Regions from separate parts of the Gossypium raimondii genome. Here region 1 is linked to region 2. A link is a contact called in public Hi-C data. All regions are on one chromosome and are shown on one strand. The core of a region is the stretch at or near the end of the contact, and the rest is flanking DNA. Distances in the headings are between cores, read along the strand shown.

Evidence for each region. Hi-C and Micro-C count contacts between places; a contact is called where the count stands out from the background.
Region 1: a contact with region 2 is called in a Hi-C map of leaf, with 4 times the contacts expected there. The contact joins the promoter of LOC105784509 here to the promoter of LOC105784425 in region 2. A contact is called at or near these places in 2 of 2 Hi-C or Micro-C datasets (both in leaf).

Annotation. Positions count from the first base shown.
Region 1 is chr1:16,169,437-16,174,672 of ASM2569854v1, reverse strand. It overlaps LOC105784509 (filament-like plant protein 4), which reads left to right and starts at 2,989. Exons shown (of 6, transcript XM_012610427.2): 1 at 2,989-3,243; 2 at 4,548-4,694; 3 at 4,864-5,083; 4 at 5,187-5,236. The coding sequence starts at 4,569.
Region 2 is chr1:15,886,961-15,892,365 of ASM2569854v1, reverse strand. LOC105784425 (tubulin beta chain) reads right to left here and starts at 2,103. Exons shown (of 3, transcript XM_012610312.2): 1 at 1,600-2,103. The coding sequence starts at 2,002.

The sequences.
Region 1 (5,236 bases), core at 1,740-4,239, 280 kb before region 2:
TGGAAATTTTCAAAACCTCACTTTCAGCTGTGTATTTGTACCCTTTTGAATCAAGGGTACTCAATGAAATTAAATTTCTCTTTAATTTTGGAACATGTCGTACGTCACTGAGTGTTCTGACAACTCCATCAAACATTTTAACTCTAATTGTTCCAACACCTACAATTCTACATGAAGCATTATTTCCCATCAACACAATACCTTCAAACACTATTTTATAAGTTGTAAACCAATCCCGATTGAGACTAATGTGGAAGGTGCAACCCGAATCAAGGATCCACTCCTCGCTCGCTTTGGAATTGTTGACAGAAACGACTAGAAGTTCACCATCGCTGTAATCTTCTACAACATCAGCTTTACCAGAATTTTCTAGTTGTTTTCCATTTTGAATCGCAGCCTCCTTTTTTATCTTATTCTGTAGCTTATAGCACTCAGATTTAATGTGCCATTTCTTCTTGCAAAAGTTACAAGTTTTACCTCTGTTTGAAGACTTCGATCTACCTTTAGATTTACTGCGAGGATTCCGTTCCTGTGTCCTTCCACGATCATCATCAGCATTCCGATCTTGTCTCCCACAAACAATAAGACCCTCTCCCTGAGAGTCGATTTTAACCACAAGATGCTTCATCTTATCATACGAGGTTAAAGAATCATAAACCTCATCAACTGTGAGAGACTCGCGGCTATATAAAATCGTATCTCTAAAGGTTGAATAAGACGGGGGCAACGAACAAAGTAGAATCAGCCCTAGATCTTCCTTATCATACTGAACCTCCATGGCCTCCAAGTTTGAGAGAATTTCTTTGAACACTGTTAAGTGTTCGTGCACAGATGCACCTTCCTCCAAATGATGGGCATAAAGACGCTGCTTCATATGTAGTTTGCTAGTTAGAGTTTTCGACATACATATCTGTTCCAACCTCTTCTATAATCCAGCGGCAGTATTTTCCTTCATCACATCCTGCAAAAATTCGTTAGACAAATGCAGATGTAACTGTGTTAATGCCTTTCGATCATTGCGCTTCTTCTCTTCTTCCGTCAAAGTTGAAGGCATCTTATCTACCCCTAGTAGGGCTTCCTCTAAGTCCATCTGTGCAAGAACTGCTTACATCTTTATCTGACACAATGCAAATCTGGTGTTGCGATCCAACAGCGAAATTTCGTACTTCAAAGACGTCATTACCGTGATTGAGATGAACAATCCGGAAGCTCTGATACCAATTTGAGAAAAATATAATGTCGGCAATGACAATATATCGCAAAGAAAAATAGAAATAGAAAAATAAAGAACACACAAATTTTACGTGGAAACCCTTTCGGGAAAAAACCACGGGCAGAGGAGAAGAAAATTCACTATGTCGAAAACTTAATTACAAGAGGAGTAGACTATGCCTATTTATAGGCTTGTAAACCTTATTCTAATAGGAGTGAAACTTCTTATTCAAATAATATAAAATAGATGGAGTTTAATAAGGTTTAGAAACCTTATTCTAAAATAAAATAAAAGAAGTATAATTCTATAGGGATTTTACTTTTATTTTATTTTACCACAATATTTTATTTAAATAAGGATTTGGGTCACTTAATTCTAACAGTTGATGGTTCATTCTAAAGACTAAACAAATTAGTGTTGGAGTTATTGCAAGGGATTTTCATGGCAAGTTGGTTGACGGGCAAGGATGAGTATAGTTGCAATGCCACCTAATTAAGGTAAAGGTCGTTCCTATTTTGGTCCACTTTTAATTTTTTTTTGTTAATTTGGTCTCAGCCAGAAATAAATTTGATCAAATTTGTCACTCCACCTTTAAAATGATAATGGAAGACTAATGTATTTTTTTAGTGACCAAAATAGTAACAATGCCTATTTAAAATGTTTACCGAGTAAATTTTCCTAATTTTAAAATGATGAAAATGAGAACCACTCTAATTTAAAAGAACTAAAATAAGAAATGCACATTGACATTCTATTAAGAAATACACAATCAACATTCTATTACTATTTAATTGGAAGTAATTTAATCTAGCAAAACTAGTGTTGTAAAGCAAAGATTAGAGAGCAGGATATAACCAAATTCGGTAGACAACAAAATCCTGTAATTGGGGTCCAACATCACTAACATTAAATTACATGTCCCGAATACCAACGTACTAAAGCAATTTCAATGGTGGAGATGCGGTTACACATGGCAATAGATGCAGCGATGGAGCATGGTAGCAGACAATATTTGATTAAAACAAATCCTCATTATTAGCTGTAACGAGTAGTGACGGCGGTCCTAAGTCGTAACATAGAAACAGAGCATTCCAAAATATCGTTTACAGCCCAGCTGTTGCTCTACCACAGTGAGTATAAATGTATTAGATTTGATTTAAAAACATAATATATTTAAATTATTAATATAAATTATAAACTTATTAAAATTATATTAATATATAAAATAATTATAACTGAAAAAAATAGCGATGAATTGCCAAAATTCACTTCTCATTCTTTATTTTTTTAACATAATGAATTATTTAGTTTTTCAATTTTATAAATAAAATCATTTTAATTTTTATCTTTTTAATCTTTAAATTTATTTTGTTTGTCAAACTACTCAAAAATGGATGATTACTAATGTGACATACACGTGAGTTATCGGTAGATATCATGTCGTAAGTAATTAATTATTTAAAATTTAGAAAATTATGTAAAATATATTTTTAATATTTTAATTTTTTAAAATGACGTACAGATTAATGCATGTAGGTTGCGAGGTGTGTCATCAATAAGATTAACAAATGTTAAAAATTTCACCTATTTTGAGATAATGAGGATAAAAAGATGGGGGGATTAGTATATTTTTATTATATGTTTAAGAATAAATAGGATATAAAATGATTTAGATTAATATGATTAAAAATAAAAGGTTTATAGATGGAAAGTCCTAAAATCTAGTATGTGTATTCGTACACTGGCCTGTTATTAATGAACAAAAACCAAAAACACTGGCATTTAATTTTTATTTGCAGAAAACTAGTAACAATCTCAAAGCCGAATTGGTTTTGTAACTTTTGCTCTATTGCCCCAACGCCACCACCACGGTCCCACTCCCTCCTCCTCCGCCATTGCCACCACTTCTTTCACTTCCTCAAAACACTGAAACCAATAACCCCAAAACCCACAAATTTGGATCTTAACTTTAAATCTCAAACAACACTCTTTTGTTCATACTGTACAAACCTTCATTTCTGATTCTCAAGGTAAGTCAAGTTTATGAAATAATGCGAGTTCTAAAATGCTTCTTTCTTTCGTTCTTTCCTTTTTTTAACTTTTCATTTGCTTGTTTGTTTGGTTTAAGCATAAAGGTTGATGGTCAAAGCACAGTTGTAGTGTGTAGTGAGTAAAAATGGAAAACTTATGTTTTTCCCTCTGCCCTTAGTTTTTGTTCCTTTCTGGTTTCTTTTAATTGCAAGACAAATAGATGTCAGGTTTTATGCAGACTAAAATGTTTCATTTGAGATGCTCTTTTTTTCTTTTTTTTTTTTGTCGGTGAGGTTTCAATTTTTAATGTTTTGCTTGATATGAAGCGAGCTTTTGATTCTAAGATCTTTTGCTTTTTGATTAGATCTTCTTTTTGCATTTCAACTGAAGCCATTGATGAACTTGGTTTTGCTCTGATTCGATTCACAACACTTTGAAACACTGACGATCTTACTTGTTTCTATCTAAAACCATGGCGTTTATATTTATGTTGTACGATAATGAATGGATGTCACACGGTGCCTTTTTTCTTCTTCTTCTTCTTCCCTTTTCAGTTCTAAATTGATGGCTTGTCTTTTTCTTTCACGTTATTTTCAGTCCCAAATTACCACAAATACCAAACTCCTGCTGCTGCTTCATTCTAGTAGTACAATCTGCTTTGTAATTTCTCAACCTTGGAAACTTTTTTTTTATCCCCTCACATGATGCTCTGTTTGGTAGCTGAGAAAATGTAGTATAAAAGAGAAGAGCACCTTGATTTCTGACAGCTGTCTATTAATTTGATTTGGTCAAAGTAAATTCTAGTAAAAATATTAAACTTTCTTCTTAGGATTCTTGGTGACTATTAATAGTTTGGTGAATATCTACCAAAACATTATTCCATCATGCAATGTTAAAGAAATGCTACCTAACCTGATGATCCCCATTCTTAATTTTTGCTATTTCTCAGTGCATTACTAAGATTTGCATTATCTTTGGGAGGATTTATTTGAACTCTTGAGTGTTTTCGGTACCAAATATGTAAGGCAGTTAGCTTTTGGTATCATAGAACATGTTTCTGTTTATAGTCTTTGAATACGGTTTAAGAAAATTGAACTTGGTTTGAAATTGTTTTCATTTCGATTAGAAAAAGAATGTCAGAAACTTATCTGAGAGTAATACGGCCTAAATAGGGTGGCTGCAGCGTGTATCCTTAGTCATATACTATGATTTTTGGATTGGAGTGAGGCTGTGATGTTCAGTTTCCTTTTCTTTTGCAGTATATATATTTTTCTTGACAAATTATTTGGTCTTCTTGACATAGGCTATAAAGGGGTTTCAAGTAATGGACCGCCGTTGGCCTTGGAAGAAAAAATCATCTGATAAAGCTGATAAAGATGCTGCTGCTGCTGCCGCCGAAGCAGATGCTGCCGCTGCTGCTTTAGCTTCAGCTGCATCTCAAAATGATCAGGTAAATCTTGTTTATGTAACTAAACCACATCGGAAAATTGGTGTTTATTTTCTCAACTTTCTGCATTTCTATGCCCTAGCACATTATCTCAGCTGGAGCAGAGATTTATATCTGCTTATCATCTAAATTGTTGAGCTGTTTTATCAGATACTGATTTTGTGTTGAACAGAATACTTACAAAAAACCCAAGTATGTTCAAATTTCCATGGAATCATATTCACATCTCACTGGTTTGGAGAATCAAGTGAAAATATATGAGGAACAAGTCCAGACATTGGAGGATGAGATTAAGGACTTGAATGAAAAGCTCTCTGCAGCCAATTCAGAGATTAGTGGCAAGGAAGACCTGGTGAAACAGCACACTAAAGTTGCAGAAGAAGCAGTCTCGGGTTAGTCTATGCTCAAATGTTCAGAGTCTAATATAAGAGTAAAGTTCCTCTAGCTAAACTTGGTCCAATTTTTTCTCACTCTCTGCTGTTGAATTTGCTGTAGGTTGGGAAAAGGCTGAAGCAGAGGCCTTGGCCTTGAAAAATCATCTGGAA
Region 2 (5,405 bases), core at 854-3,353:
TAATTTAACATGGTAATATATAAAGTATAAATTTTAAATATCTTTTAATTAATTAATTAATTAATATAAATTATTTTTAAATTAATGATATATAAAATATTTTAAAACAAATATAATAATAAATTATATTTAAAATTTAATATAATGATAAATGATATTTAAATAATTTAATATAATGATATGTAAAATATTTAAATAATTTAAATATTGATACATTAAATATAAATTAATCTAATTTTTATATATCATTTAAATAATTTATATAAATAAGAGTATTTTCATAATTTTTCAAAAGTAAAAGCCATAAGTCTAAAACACTTAAATATCAATTTTTACATTTGAATGAAAAAACATTTTTCCACCGCAATTTTAACCCAAAATACTAGGTGTTATTCATTGCTTCTGTGATGAAAAACACTTTTAAAACCCTAAACGGAATCAACAACGGCCCTTAATATGGATTAATTCAATAATCCACCATTATCATGATCTAATGTTACTACAGTTATAATAGCAACAAACCAAATCTTTCACAGCAGTCAAACCATTATCAGATAATGACAACATTTGTCCCTTTCAGATAGATCTAGATCTAGAAAGATGGTTATCTCTTTATATTTTAAACTTACTACTCTTCAAAATTTTGCATAACACGAGATCTGATACTCATGCCAATGTTACAATTTACCATTTGATTGTTATTGTTTCTAGATTGATACAACAGTCACATGGTGTGTGCATTTATGCATGTTAGTTATGATTCTCCATGCTCATTTAGATACTTTCATTTTTCTTGTTCTTCAAGATTCAGATGTAAAAATATTGGCCAAGCCATAATAATAATAATATAAAGACTGCATTCATATGACGGTGAGTTGGTAAGGATCCCCAATGCTTCACCAAATGCATTAAAAGGTTTATCAAGGCTCCACCAAAGTTGTCGGTAGTATTAAAGACAAAATGAAATGTTGTTGGGCAATCAAAGTCGTAACATGAAAAGAAAATAAAAAAAAAACTACAGATAAATAATTCTGCTTATATATGTATATTTATATATGTAACAAAAGGTAGATTAAGAACCATGGCCTCTTTTGCCTTCACACCAGACAAAAAGAAGCTTACGTAATAACACCGCAGTTTGGTTAACTAAATATTAGTCCTAACCATTAGCCAACTAAAGAGAAGGTTGATAATGGAACAAATAAGCAGTCATTTCATGTAATTTTCAAAGTAAATTGTCTTTTATAATTTTGAAGATTTTGCTATTGTTTACAGATTGTTGGGATAGGTGAAATTGAAATTGAGATGATTTCAGCTTGATATGGTCATCGTCGTAAGGAAATCAAACGATAAACATCAAAAGCAATTCTATATCATTATCGCATTAGTGCTATGGCAATAAAATAGATAAAAAGTTTCAAGCACTGAGGTAAAAAAGGAAGAGTAATTATGATGGAATGGATCAAGTAAACTGCAATTAAAAGAATACTGTAAGAATCAATTCTACGAAAATCAAATCCAAATTTCTAAGAAAAGAATCTTTGGAAAATAGATTTCGATTAGTATGAAAATGTAAAAGTAGGGGAATAATGCGTATACCTTGCAAGCAATCACAATTCTCAGCCTCTTGACGAACAACATCAAGAACAGCATCAATCAACTCGGCACCTTCAGTGTAATGACCCTTGGCCCAGTTGTTTCCAGCGCCAGATTGTCCAAAGACGAAATTATCAGGCCTAAAGATCTGGCCGTAGGGACCAGATCTGATACTATCCATAGTACCGGGTTCAAGATCCATGAGAACCGCACGAGGAACGTACCTTCCACCGGAAGACTCGTTATAATACACATTGATCCGCTCCAGGTGGTTATCGGATGATTCACCATCAGCATTGTACCTTCCAGTAGGATCAACGCCGTGTTCCCCGCAGATCACTTCCCAAAACTTGGATCCAATTTGGTTCCCACATTGGCCTCCTTGAACGTGAAGGATTTCTCTCATCGTCGAAAAGGAAAGGGAATTAGAGAGGTTTTGTTTGGGTTGGCAGAGGAAAATGGAAGGAAATAAAGTGAAATGGGTAGTATAAGGTTAAGGTGGAAATGGTAATAATATAAGAAGAGAGGATGACATTTGAATTGAGAGAGAGAATGTACGGACACCAACTAACCGCCCATCCAAATGAAGGATGCGTTACGTTAGTTAGGGACGTTGGGCGCGTTTTTCCAAAATTGGCGTTTTTATTACAACGTGTATATATTTTTTGGCTTTATTAGTAAATTGCCCCTAAATTATATCCTAATTTTCTTATTAATCTTTAAAGTTTTTTTTTCCAAAATGGTCCTAAACTATCAATTCTGTCCCAATTTACCAAAATATGATATCAACCAATAAAAATGTGACATGTGGAACATTCTTTTTGAATCTTGTTCAATTTTTTAGTAAAATGAGACCAAATTAATAGTTTAAGGATGACTTTAGATATAAAAATGTTTAAGGAGTAATATGAAAATTAAAGTATAGATCAGGAATCAATTAACTAATAAGCTTTTTTATTATCTTTTTGGTACAAGTTTTATGGAATGAAAGCGTGTAAGCAGTAAGTTAATAGTTTCTGTTCTGATTTATCTTTTGGGTTAAATAAAAAAATTAGCCCCCAAACTATAGTACCTTTCCCATTTAAGTATCTGAATTAATTTCTTTTGTCAAATATGGTCCAAACCGGTCATGATTTTATAGGCCGTGGCAAAAAGGAGAAAACCGGTCATGTATGGTGTGAATATTCTTGTTCAGAAAACTAATTAAATGAAATAAGATTAAATTTTATAAAATATGAATTATAAACAGAAACTGACAATGACATAAATTCATAAATTTAGCTACTTGAGGATTTGAGTTTTATAATAATAAACCAAATTAAAGCGGGGAAATCCTAAAGTTGGAGAACCTCTTTACTGTTAAAATAAAAAACAATAAATCCCATTCACTGCTTTGCTCTTTCCTTATGAACCACATATAAAGAGAAATTCCATATTTGCCCTTTCCGCCACTGTTATGAAAGAGAGGGAAAGAAAGATGAAACATGGGATAATAGAGAGAAGGAAAAACTTTTTTTTTATTTTATTTTATTAAATTTACCAATATCAAAATTAGTAACGGAGTTCAAATTTAGATACCACTTTTTACTAAAACATAATTTAAGCGCTTAAGTGGAAAAAGCGATATAGTTTGGAATAGAACTGCCCATGGGTCGAGACACTCGGCCCGGCTCAAAGGACCACTCAAAAAGTGGGAGGGTTTGGGCAAAAACATAAACTCGAATAATGGGCTTAGGTAAAGAAATAAGGTCTGTTTAAAAAATGGGCCAAGCCTCAAGTGATACATTTTAGCCTAGGCCCAAAGAAGCCCAATTTCATAAAAGGACAAAAAAACTCTGCTATTTTTTTGTTGTTTTCTCCCTATTTTGCTATCATTTCACTATTATGTTATTACTATTTTGTTGTTATTGTTTGCATATTGTATAACACTTGTTTTATTGTTAATTTTGTTATTATTTTAGAGGTATTTGCTTGTTAAGTTGCATCTATCTTAGTGTTATTTAAGTATACATATTTTTTAAAATTTATTTTTAATTTGTTGAAAAATATTTATTTTAATATTTTTAGTATTTTTATGTATTATATATATTTAAAAATTATATAAAAATAATATAAAAATTTAATACGGGCGGGCTGAACTAGACTTGGGTTTTAGCATTTTTATCCAAACCGAATTTAGACAAAATTTTAAGCCCATTTTTTTCGGGCTGAATCAAACACAAGTCTAACAAATGGGCCTAAAATTTTAGTTGAACCAGGCCCGACCCATAAACACCTCTAGTTTAGAAGTCAATTTTTATTCAAGCCTCACTTCTTACAGCGCGATTACAACTTCGAAATAAGAATTAAAATGAATAAATTATTTCATTTTTTTATCTTAAAATCTGGTATGATTTTTTTTGTTTGTTTGTTTAAAATATGCTTAAGAATTTTTACCTTTTTTTTATGTTTACAAGCTTTTATTTTTTTGGAATATAGTTTCTCTATTACTGGATTTAAAATGCATCAATTCTTATCATTATTAAAGTTTTTATATTACAACTTCCTTTTTGGTTACATGACTACAAAATAAATTTTGTTATTTTAAAATATCACACTAACAACTTTAATGATTAATTTTAATAGTGTTAACAATTAACTCTAAATTCTTAATTTTAAAAAAGAAGAAAGATTAAATTCCAAATGTATGAAGCTTGGAGCATGTTTTAACCCGTCAAACAGTCTATTTTGTAAATTTATGGCTAAAATATTTTTAAGAGTTAATTGCGTCCAACATCCAAAAACTTTGACTATCACTCTAAATTGGCCCCCAAGCTTCAAATATTCTAATTACATCCTCAAATTATTGATGTTATATCAATCATGTCCTTCAATTATTAAAACTGTTGCTTTAACCATTAAATGACATGTCAAATCTTGTATGGCATAATTTAAAATATTTTTTAAATAAAATGTAATCGCATAATTTTAAAAGTAAAACACTAAAAATAAAGTAAAAAAAAGTGAGCGATAAAGCTTTTGTAAAGCTTCAAAAACCTCAAAATCAATATTTTTACAATATTTATTTTCTCTAAGCTTCTCATTTTAAACTATGACACATAAGATTTGGCAACTTATTTAACAATTAAATTAATGATTTTAGTAATGAAAAACCTTATTGATATAACCTCGATAGTTTGGTCATATAATTAGAATATTTTAACGTTTGAGTACCAATTTAGAATGAAGGTTATATTTTAGGAATGTATGGTGTGATTAACTCTTTCTAAAAGAATCTAAAATCAACAAATTATTAAATATAATTATTTGATACACAACTTGTGGAGTTTTTAGACTTCACAAATCGGTTAAGGATGTAACAAACGTCATATTTATTTATATATTTCTTTTTTAAAATATTTTTACTATACCCTATAGAATACATCTCATACCTTGACTCGAAATTTAAAAACTTCATAAATTGTGTACAAGATAATTTTCCAATTATTAATACCAAAAATAAATAAATTATTTCCTTTCTATCTTCAAATTTTGTATGTTTTTTAGGCTTGAAGATTAAAAGTTCTTGTAAAATAAACAAATAATAATAATTAAGCCCTTGAAAAAGTACATGCAATTGAGGTATTGATAAAAAAAATGTTAGCTCAATTAAGGGTCAGTTTAGCCTTATTTCTAGAAGTATTTTTGGCTCATAAAATACTTTTGAGCAAAAGTTAAAATTTGTTGCTTCTATTTTTGGTCAAAAAGGTGATTTTACAAAGAATTTTTTTATCCTAAAAGCACTTTTGAAAACCATAATAACAACTTAT